Regions from separate parts of the Mus musculus genome. Here regions 2 and 3 are each linked to region 1. Evidence: chromatin contacts called from public Hi-C data. All regions are on one chromosome and are shown on one strand. The core of a region is the stretch at or near the end of the contact, and the rest is flanking DNA. Distances in the headings are between cores, read along the strand shown. Region 1 has its middle 23 kb from the start of Gm30224. Region 2 has its middle 85 kb from the start of Gm41499. Region 3 has its middle 41 kb from the start of Runx1.

What was found. A called contact is a pair of places that touch in the nucleus more often than the background predicts.
Region 2: a Hi-C map of bone marrow-derived macrophages shows a contact between it and region 1, with 18 read pairs. The contact joins two enhancer-like sites. A contact is called at or near these places in 2 of 484 Hi-C or Micro-C datasets (CD4 T cells and bone marrow-derived macrophages) and 2 of 115 datasets of contacts at active chromatin or transcription factors (bone marrow-derived macrophages and embryonic stem cells).
Region 3: a Hi-C map of bone marrow-derived macrophages shows a contact between it and region 1, with 3 times the contacts expected there. The contact joins two enhancer-like sites. A contact is called at or near these places in 2 of 484 Hi-C or Micro-C datasets (bone marrow-derived macrophages and liver) and 1 of 9 other capture datasets (embryonic stem cells).

Annotation. Positions count from the first base shown.
Region 1 is chr16:92,571,461-92,574,659 of GRCm38.p6, forward strand. No RefSeq gene overlaps it. Among named protein-coding and RNA genes, the nearest start is that of Gm30224, 23 kb to the right of the region's middle. Within about 2 kb of position 1,606, at least 45 of the 459 cell types and tissues checked have an H3K27ac peak or open chromatin away from gene starts, as enhancers often do. A contact at or near this core is called in bone marrow-derived macrophages, where this site is marked.
Region 2 is chr16:93,040,345-93,043,543 of GRCm38.p6, forward strand. No RefSeq gene overlaps it. Among named protein-coding and RNA genes, the nearest start is that of Gm41499, 85 kb to the left of the region's middle. Within about 2 kb of position 1,732, at least 32 of the 459 cell types and tissues checked have an H3K27ac peak or open chromatin away from gene starts, as enhancers often do. A contact at or near this core is called in bone marrow-derived macrophages, where this site is marked.
Region 3 is chr16:92,865,810-92,869,008 of GRCm38.p6, forward strand. No RefSeq gene overlaps it. Among named protein-coding and RNA genes, the nearest start is that of Runx1, 41 kb to the left of the region's middle. Within about 2 kb of position 1,737, at least 86 of the 459 cell types and tissues checked have an H3K27ac peak or open chromatin away from gene starts, as enhancers often do. A contact at or near this core is called in bone marrow-derived macrophages, where this site is marked.

The DNA of each region.
Region 1 (3,199 bases), core at 356-2,855:
AGTGCTCAAGCTCCACCCAGTGTGGAACAGGTTCCTCCTGGCCGTCTGCGGAGGACACACCCTTTCTGCTTCTTGCAGATTAAGAACTCTCAGCTCCTCCAGCACCACTGCCGTGCTTTCTGCCACGATGATAATGGACTGAACCTCTGGAACTGTAAGACAGGCCCAGTTAAATGTTTGCCTTTATAAGAGTTGTCTTGGTCATGGTGTCTCTCCACAGCAATGAAACTCTAAGACACCCCACCCCACCAGCTTTGTCACCAGGCAGGCTGTGCTGGTACTGTATCCCATCCATGGCGTGGGTCTGGAAGGCTTCACCAGGTTAGTTCTGTATCTGCTGGGCTACACTCACATTGGGACTGAGGCTGTGGTTAATCGTTTCATCACCCACCATCTTCCTTGTAGCCCACTTAACAATAACCTACTTTATCTGACAGGTTTGTATATGCATATGATACATTCAGGTCACTTATACTCTCTCTCTCTCTTTCTCCAAATACACACACACACACACACACACACACACACACCTCTCCTTGCACCAGCCTTTTTTTTTTTTTTTTTTTTTTTTTTTGGTTTTTCGAGACAGGGTTTCTCTGTGTAGCCCTGGCTGTCCTGGAACTCACTTTGTAGACAAGGTGCTGGTCTACAATCACTCCCAAGTGCTGGGATTAAAGGCATGCACCACCACCACCCGGCTCTGCTCTGCACCAGCCTCTTACCCTTACTTTGGTCCTGTTCTTATTTTAAGTTGTGACCCACTTGGTTTAATAAGGGGCTACCTGCATGGGCATGGGCACAGGTGTCATGTTGTCTCTTGGGGTGTGAGGGACTCACTCTGAAGACAGTATTGAAAACAAGGGTTTCTGTTCTACCAGCTACCCCAGGGCCTGGCTGGGCTGAGCCCCAGAGGCCCCTCCCCTCCTGTGACTGAGTGTCTAATGGTTCAGTCTTATGCAGAACCTATGCAGGCACTGCAGCTGCTGCAAGCTCACGAGTGCTGCAGCCATGACACACCAGAAGATAGCACTGCACAGGCCTCCCAACAGCACTGCATAGCACTCCCCACAGCACTGCATAGCACTCCCCACAGCACTGCATAGCACTCCCCACAGCACTGCATAGCACTCCCCACAGCACTGCATAGCACTCCCCACAGCACTGCATAGCACTCCCCACAGCACTGCATAGCACTCCCCACACCACTGCACAGGCCTCCCCACACCACTGCACAGGCCTCCCCACACCACTGCATAGGCCTCCACTCCGTCATCCAGCTTCTACATTCTTTCTATACACTCTTTCATGATGTTTCTTGAGCCCCTGCAGGGACAATAAGATTTCTGTTGCCACCATGGCTCTGTTCATTTCACACACATCATTTGTAATGCATACAAGGAGACCTTATGATCCTCAAATCCACCCAGGGCAGGAGGAGTCATTGGCATTTCAGTTTTGCAGATGATGACACTGAATCACAGGTAGACCAGATGTTCCAAAGCCTTAGGGTTCAAACCCAGGCAGGCTGGGTCTGGACTCAGTCCTAGCTAGCCATTTGCTGCTAAGAGAATGAGGAGTCAGCCACGCAAACCATTGAAGTCACATAGCTCTGGCCAAGGTCAATTCTCCAGTGTTGTGATGTTTGGCATGTCTCCTTTCCCTTCCTGTCCCTACTTCCCTCTTTCTCCCAGCTTCCCTCCTCCCTTCTCCTTCTCCCTCATTTCTCCTCTGCTCTTTCCTTTCTTTCTCACTGGGAGAAGTGGGTATACCCAGGCAGGCCACTGGCTTGATCCTGACTCCCCATCCTCAGCCTTCCTTTGAACTACTTTACTATTCTCACTGGGTAAGTTTGCTACAGCTGCTGCAACAAACTACCACAAATTGGGTAACTTAAAGCAACAGGAAGTCATCTCCCCATAGTTCTGGAGGTCAGAGGCCAGATGTCTGGAATCAGCTGTCATCTGATGGTCACGTGGTCCGGTCTCTTTCAAAGGCTAAATCTACACTAAACAGCTTTCCTGGCCCTCAGTGACAACTGGAATCTGCTGGGGTCCTGTGGCTCGGAGACATATCGCTCTGTCTCTGCTTCTGTCTTCCTGTCATCTCTCTGGTGGGTCAGATCTCCTCCTCTTTTTAGGACATTAGTCACTGGTCTTAGGATCCACCATAAATACAGTGTGATCTCATCCTATGATCCTTAAATTACTCACACCTATCCAAATAAGGCCATAGTCACAGAATAGTGATAGTTGGGGAAAAATGAAAAAAAAAAAAAACAACCATGTTTGCTGACACACGTACATATACATGAATGTTGGGAGAGCTATCTTAAGGAGGTTTGCAGAAAATGCATCTTCTAGTCATCACATCCCCCACCCCCAAATGTCAGAATTTTAGTTCAAGTAAGTGTGTGATTATAAATTCCTTGACCCTATAGGTAGCTTGTCATGCTTGTACACACTCCTGTCCCATCCCTTCAGAAGGAGTTGGTACTTGTCTGTCACCAAGAAAGGGGCCACCACATTCCTGCCCTGGGCCCAGGATGCTACCTGTGGGGTGTTCTGTTCTCTGATTCTTTAAGCCTCATGTGGCTGCCTTTCTTCCTTGTAGTGGACTGGCAGCCCCCCATTGTCTGTCTCCTGTCACCCTCTGCATCCCAGGGTCCTTGCCTTCAGTGGTCCCTCAGATGTTCTCATTGTTTCCTCCCTGCTAGACACCTCCCTTAAACTAACCCTCAAATCACGTCTACATTCTTTTGGGAGTATCCACATCAACATGTCAGTCCACAGAAACTCGCAGTAAAGAAACAGCATCATGGGCTGGAGAGATGTCTCAGTGGATAAAGTACTTACGATGTACACATAAGGGCTTGAGTTGGAATCCCAAGAACCCAGGTGTGGTAGCATGCATCTGCAATCCTGCTGCCCCAGGTGTGGTAGCATGCATCTGCAATCCTGCTGCTCCAGGTGTGGTAGCATGCATCTGCAATCCTGCTGCTCCAGGTGTGGTAGCATGCATCTGCAATCCTGCTGCTCCAGGTGTGGTAGCATGCATCTGCAATCCTGCTGCTCCAGATGTGGTAGCATGCATCTGCAATCCTGCTGCTCCAGGTGTGGTAGCATGCATCTGCAATCCTGCTGCTCCAGGTGTGGTAGCATGCATCTGCAATCCTGCTGCTTCAGGTGTGGTAGCACATGTC
Region 2 (3,199 bases), core at 482-2,981, 470 kb after region 1:
GTGACCAGCTGCCCCATACCATATGACCTCCCTGCAATGATGGCTTATCCCCACTTAAACCATCAGCTCAAACACACCGTCTATGTTGAAGTGGTTTTGTTGGATATGTTATCACATCTGTAAGGCAAGTAACTAGCACACAAGGGATGAACAAGAGACTGTCACCTACCAGTGTGAAGTGAGGGTGATCACACCTTAGCAGTGTGAAGTGAGGGTGATCACACCTAGCAGTGTAAACTGAGGGTGATCACACCTAGCAGTGTGAAGTGAGGGTGATCACACCTAGCAGTGTAAACTGAGGGTGATCACACCTAGCAGTGTGAAAGTGAGGGTGATCATCTAGCAGTGTGAAGTGAGGGTGATCACACTTAGCAGTGTGAAGTGTGGGTATTGCTAATTATGTGCTGTAACATCCAATTTGAGTCCTGCAGCAGCAAGAGGATTTAGTGGAAACAAATCAAAGTCAGGGCTGAGGAGATGCCTGCAGGGGAGGTCCCTATACATGCAAGTGTGAGGACCTCAATTCAGATCCTCAATACATGTGTAAACTCTGGGTGTGAAGGTGTGCCTAGAAACCCAACATTGGTGTAGGGGACACAGGTAGATCCCTGGAGCTTACTGGCCAGAACTCTAATTGAATCAGTGAGATTCTGGTTTGGAGAGAGATGCTACCTTAAAAAATAAAGTGGAGAGTGATTTTGAAAGACATCTAACATAGACTCCATATGCATGAGCACGTACACACAGACACAGATACACACACACACTCACACACATACACACACACAAGTTAGTTGAGGATAATGAGTCCACATTGGCTTCTTAATTATAAGAACCCATGTGAATGACATGAGACCATCTGAACTAGACCTGCTTTTAAATTTTTTATTTAATTTTACTACTACTACTACTATTATCATTATTATTGCTTTTTAGTTTGTTTGTTTTACAAATCTAGCATTTTCCCAATTGCACACCTATAATCTCAGCATCTGGCAAGTAGAGGCAGGAGGGCAGGAGTTCTGTGTTTTTCTCTATGACATAGCAAATTCAAGGCCAGCCTGGGCTACCTGGGACTCTTCCTCAGGAAAAGGGTTAACTGTAAAAGGAGTTTTCAATGGAACCATTCCAGCTTCATATGCATTGTGGCATCATGTCTAGTAGACCTCACCCATTGTGTTGCTTTGTGTGGGGAGTCACAAAGACCCCAGCATCTGAGCTTTGCACTCTGCCACCTGCTGGGGCAGCCAGTTCAAAGAAGGAAACCTGAGGGGTGTGTGAATGCACAGGGGATGAAGATAAAAGCTTGCATTCAGATTTCAGAATCAACTGTGGAGCTACATTATAATGGCCTGATTACAGGTCTCTTTCAATCAGGGACTGGTGTCTATTGAACTTAATTGTACAGGAGCATCAAACAATTAAGACAAAAGCCATAAGGGCTTCTGTGGCCTGGGCAGGTTTGCGTTTGATCAGTGTGCATGTGAACCATCTAAGAAGCAGATCTTATTCACTGAGATGATGAATTTAGAATATGGTGGGGCATCTGGCCTATGGGACAAAACAAGGCACAAACACACTGGACCTGAGGGAACTCAAGAGGCCTCACCATTGGAAGCTTCTACCTTCAGTGTCCTCTGCCTGGAAAGGACCAAGTTTGAGCAGTTGGCCTGCTAGATATCTGCCGCATCCTTAACAGAGTTTCGTCATACATAGCTGCCACTCTACAGGACTTCCAGCATCTGATGCAGTGCTTGGTCAGAAAGGGGAAGCCCACAATGAGAGTGAGCTTAGACCCTTACATTCACTTTAACAGTTGACTTCCATGACTGAGCACCACAGATAAAATGGTCATAAGTTTGTTTGTTTTTTAAACATGTGGAAGTCGCCCAAATTTTACACTCAAAATGTAGTATGTTGCTGTTAAGATACAAAGAGCAAAGTTGAATGACCACTTAAGTCAGAGACAGCAAAGTTGTCCATGCCTTTCTCCGACGGCATTTACTGCTCTGGCAGATCTTAAACTCCACCCTCTTCCCCAGTGTTCATTTATGATGGCTTCAACTTGTCTGATCATCCCCTATCCCAATCCAAGAAAAACAAAGAAACCTCTTTCTTAGTTCTTTCCCATATCATTTACTTAGTCTATGCTGTGTGCCACTCCTACCATAGTTAGACAGTTATAGGCACATGACTCTGCCCCAGACAAGGTGGACTCTTAACCATCCAGGTTCACCTTTAGGACTCCGTCAACACCCGCTGGCCCTGGCAGGATAAGCCCCGCCCCCTGTGCCCCCTTCCCAAGAGACTGTGAGGAACACTATAGCTTGTAGCAACCCATCCCTTTGAGCACATCCCCCTTTGAGTTTGTTGACATCCCCCACATCAAAGATCACTCAGCATGGTTTCACTTGCGCCAGAAGACCATGTTTGGAAACCGTCTGATAAGCCTCACTGAGAAGCCACCACACGCCCCTGGATCTCTCGGGATTATTTTAGCTCTCGGAGATCTGATCCTGCACTTTGCAGTGAGGCGCGTCAACCCCAAGTGTGTGCTTTGATTTGGAACCCCAGCTGATGACAGCTGAGCTGTTGATTTAATGGGTTCTGTGCAGATAAAGGCAAGGGCTGGCAACCATACAACTGTCTTCCTTCGCAGGTGAGGAGACAAAGATCTCCGACATGCCTATTTCTCACAGCCCAGGTCCCTGAACCTGGGGCTGGAAACACATCAAAGGCCACACCTTCCCTTCCCAGGCTCTCCCCCAGCCTTGTTCCTCTTCTGTAGCTCCTCCTGAACCCCTCACCAGTCAAACAATGCAGCTATTATGCTCCCTGGAGAAGAGAAGCCGAGTAATTACCTTCCCGGCCAGGTGCCAGGAGTAAGTTTCCTTGTGTGCAATTATTGTGTGGTAAAACGGCTGAGGCCGTGTTTTTAAAATTTGTTTTCTTTTCTTTGTTTTCTTTTTAGGCACTGACTGTCAGCTTGCCAGACACTGGCCCCAAGCTCCTCCATCAACCCCAGACAAGCAGCTTTCTTTAGGATTTGGCTTCTATTGTCTTTCACTTTCTCCCAACCTGGAGTCTCGTGATATTATATTTACAGCTCCGGATCGGTTTAACAAATAAGGCCAGCTCAGCAGCAGTGCAGGTCAAGGTGCGACCCCAATGTTTCTATCTGAGCAGCTGATCCCATGTG
Region 3 (3,199 bases), core at 487-2,986, 290 kb after region 1:
AGGAGCATGTGAAGTGGAGGAGCATAGGGGGAGGAGGAGGAAGAAAGAGAGCATGGGAAGTGGAGGAGCATGTGAAGTGGAGGAGCATAGGGGGAGGAGGGAGAAAGAGAGCATGGGAAGTGGAGGAGCATGGGGAAGTGGAGGAGCATGGGGAGGAGGAGAAAGAGGAGGAGGATGGAGAGCATAGGAAGTGGAGGAGCATGTGAAGTGGAGGAGCATAGGGGGAGGAGGGAGAAAGAGAGCACGGGAAGTGGAGGAGCATGGGGAGGAGGAGAAAGAGGAGGAGGGGCGAGAGTATGGGAAATGGAGGAGCATGGGGAGGAGGAGGAAGAGGAGGAGGAGGAGAGAGAGTATGGGAAATGGAGGAGCATGGGGAGGAGGAGGAAGAGGAGGAGGAGGAGAGAGAGTATGGGAACTGGAGGAGCATGGGGAAGTGGAGGAGCATGGGGAGGAGGAGGAAGAAAGACAGCATGGGAAGTGGAGGAGCATGTGAAGTGGAGGAGCATAGGGGGAGGAGGGAGAGGAGGAGGAGGGAGAGCATAGGAAATGGAGGAGCATGGGGAGGAGGAGGGAGAAAGAGAGTATGGGAAGTGGGGGAGCATGGGGAGGAGGAGAAAGAGGAGGAGGGGTGAGAGTATGGGAAATGGAGGAGCATGGGGAGGAGGAGAAAGAGGAGGAGGGGTGAGAGTATGGGAAATGGAGGAGCATGGGGAGGAGGAGGAAGAGGAGGAGGAGGAGAGAGAGTATGGGAAATGGAGGAGCATGAGGAGGAGGAGGGAGAGCATGGGGAGCATGGGAAAGATAAGAAGAAGAGATGGAGGAGGAGGAAGAACATGGGAAGTGGAGGAAGATGGGGGAGAAGGAAGAGGAGGAGGAAGAGACCAGCTCATTATCCAAACTCAGTGGCACCAAGAGAGACCAGAGACTCCATCCCCTTGGCGTTCTCTGAGGCCAATTGTCAGTGGTCACAATGGATGTACAGATCTCAGCTTCTCTCCGAGCCCCCTGTTCAGATCCTACAAGGATGATGTACCTGCAAACCACCTGTGCTCCTCCCAAGATGAGGGAGTTGGGATGATCTGTGTTGAATTTTAAAATACTTCAGGTGTATTCTCTACAAATTTGAAATATCCTTTGACAAGTCAGACCTTCCTCCCTAGATATCAAATCCTCTATGTTCTGGCACTCACAATCACACATATTTCTTCCACATCCCAGAGATAATTGATCATCCTGCCTGCCTCTGCTACTGGCCATGCCCTTGGTAGTCCACACGGGAGAAAAAAATTCTCCCCTGAGCCCAGAGTAGGTTTCCCTTCTTTTCACCATTGCTAACTCCTATATTCTTTCTGATTCACTGTTGAGCCTCAAGGGTGAGGGCTGTAGACACAGCTGTAAAGGTCATGGTCAGGTTCTGCTGTGGGACCTAAGGGTCTTTGCACTGGTGCTGCCACGTGGATTGGTGAACCGATGCCAACAAGCAGAAAGCATCATGGCTCAAGCAGTGTGGGAACTATGTCATCCTCTTTGTCATCCTTCAAGAGCGGGGGTGGATGGTTTCACCTCTGGTGCAGCAGATGGCTTCTGTCATCAGGGACCCAAGCCTTTTCTATTCTTCCTCTCTGTGGTCTTTGACCAGTTGGACAGGAAAACAAAACTTCATATTTATCACCTCATGATCACAAGATGGCTGACGTAACCCCCACAAGGCGTTCTCCTCTCAGCACCACAAACAGGAAGGAAGGAGCTGATGCAGATGTTGTTGTCTTTTGATTTAGAAAGCGAATCCCGTTCTGCTTCCCTCTTCCTCTCAGTGTGGAGACCTAATTATGTTCCTGTCTCTCAAAGACGATCAGTGAGGACAAGTAGGACCCCCACAGCTGGTTCAGACATTTGTGTTGAGAACAGGACTGACCTACTTTGAGAACAAAGAGAACTCTGTTCAATGTCTGGAACACAAGATTGGGAGGTGTTCTAGTTCGATTGCTGTTGCTCTGATGAGACCCCCTGACTAAGGGCACTTCAGGAAGTTAAGGGTTTATTTACTCTTTCAGGGCACTGTCTGTCACTGAAGGGTGTCAGCTGAGTCTATGTGGATTAACTAGCCTGACTGGGGAGCTCTCCCCAGCCTCAGAGGCTACGACAGGAAGCCTGGAGGAACTCATGGCTCATGCTCTGCTTTCTTTTTCTCTTCTTTCTGATCTAATTTTCATTTTACGTGTGTAAGTGTTTGTGCCTGACCTGAGTCTGAATAACTCGTCTGCCTCGCACCCCAGGGAGGCCAGAAGAGGGCATCAGAGTCCCCAGAACTAGAATTACAGATGGTTGTGAACCACCATATTGGTGCTGGGAACTGAACTCAGGTCTTCTGCAAGAGCAGCAAGTGCCCTTAACCACTGAGCCATATCACCACCTCTCTAGCCTTCTTAGACAGCTCTCTTATACACCCCAAGACCACCTGTCCGCTGTGGACTGGGCCCTCATACGTCAACTGACAATCAAGACCACACATGCCTTCCAGATATTCCCATAGGCCAATTCTGTCTGATAGGCTAATTTAATCTTGCTGATCTATCAGTTAAGACCCCCTTCTCAGGTGACTCTAGTCTATGTTAAGTCGACAGCTAAAACCAGGGCATGAAGAAACAGCTATGGGCTATGCAACCAGGAAGCCAGTCTAGGTATTCTGCTCTGAGAGAGTTGGTCTAGCTTTGATAACCTTCTTTGCCCTTGACTGTGGCCTCCTCCAGTCCAGGCATGCGTGGTCACAGGAGCACCTTCATCCTTGCACATTGCAGACTTACCAGAACTTTGTCTTCATTCTCACATTTACCTCCTGGAAGGGACCACTTCAAGCTTCCTTGCACACTGGTCATGTTTTTTATCATCTTGCCTTGTCTATTTATAATTCCCCACTCTAGGCTTCCAGGAAGCCTGTCTCTATCATGTTCCTTTTTTCTGAGCAGGCTTCCTCTCGTCAGCCCCTTTCCTTTCTTCCTCTCTGCCATGTTCTCGTAGTGGCTGTGCCTACCACCACTCTGTTGCTTCTTACTGTATTTTTTAATGTGTTATTTTTCATACAATTATATTTTGATTATGTTTCCCCTTCTTCAAATCCTCCCGGATCATCCTCACCTTCCAATACACCCAACTTTATGTTCTCTGTCTCTATTCCTTGGGGGCAGGGGCGGGGGGGGGG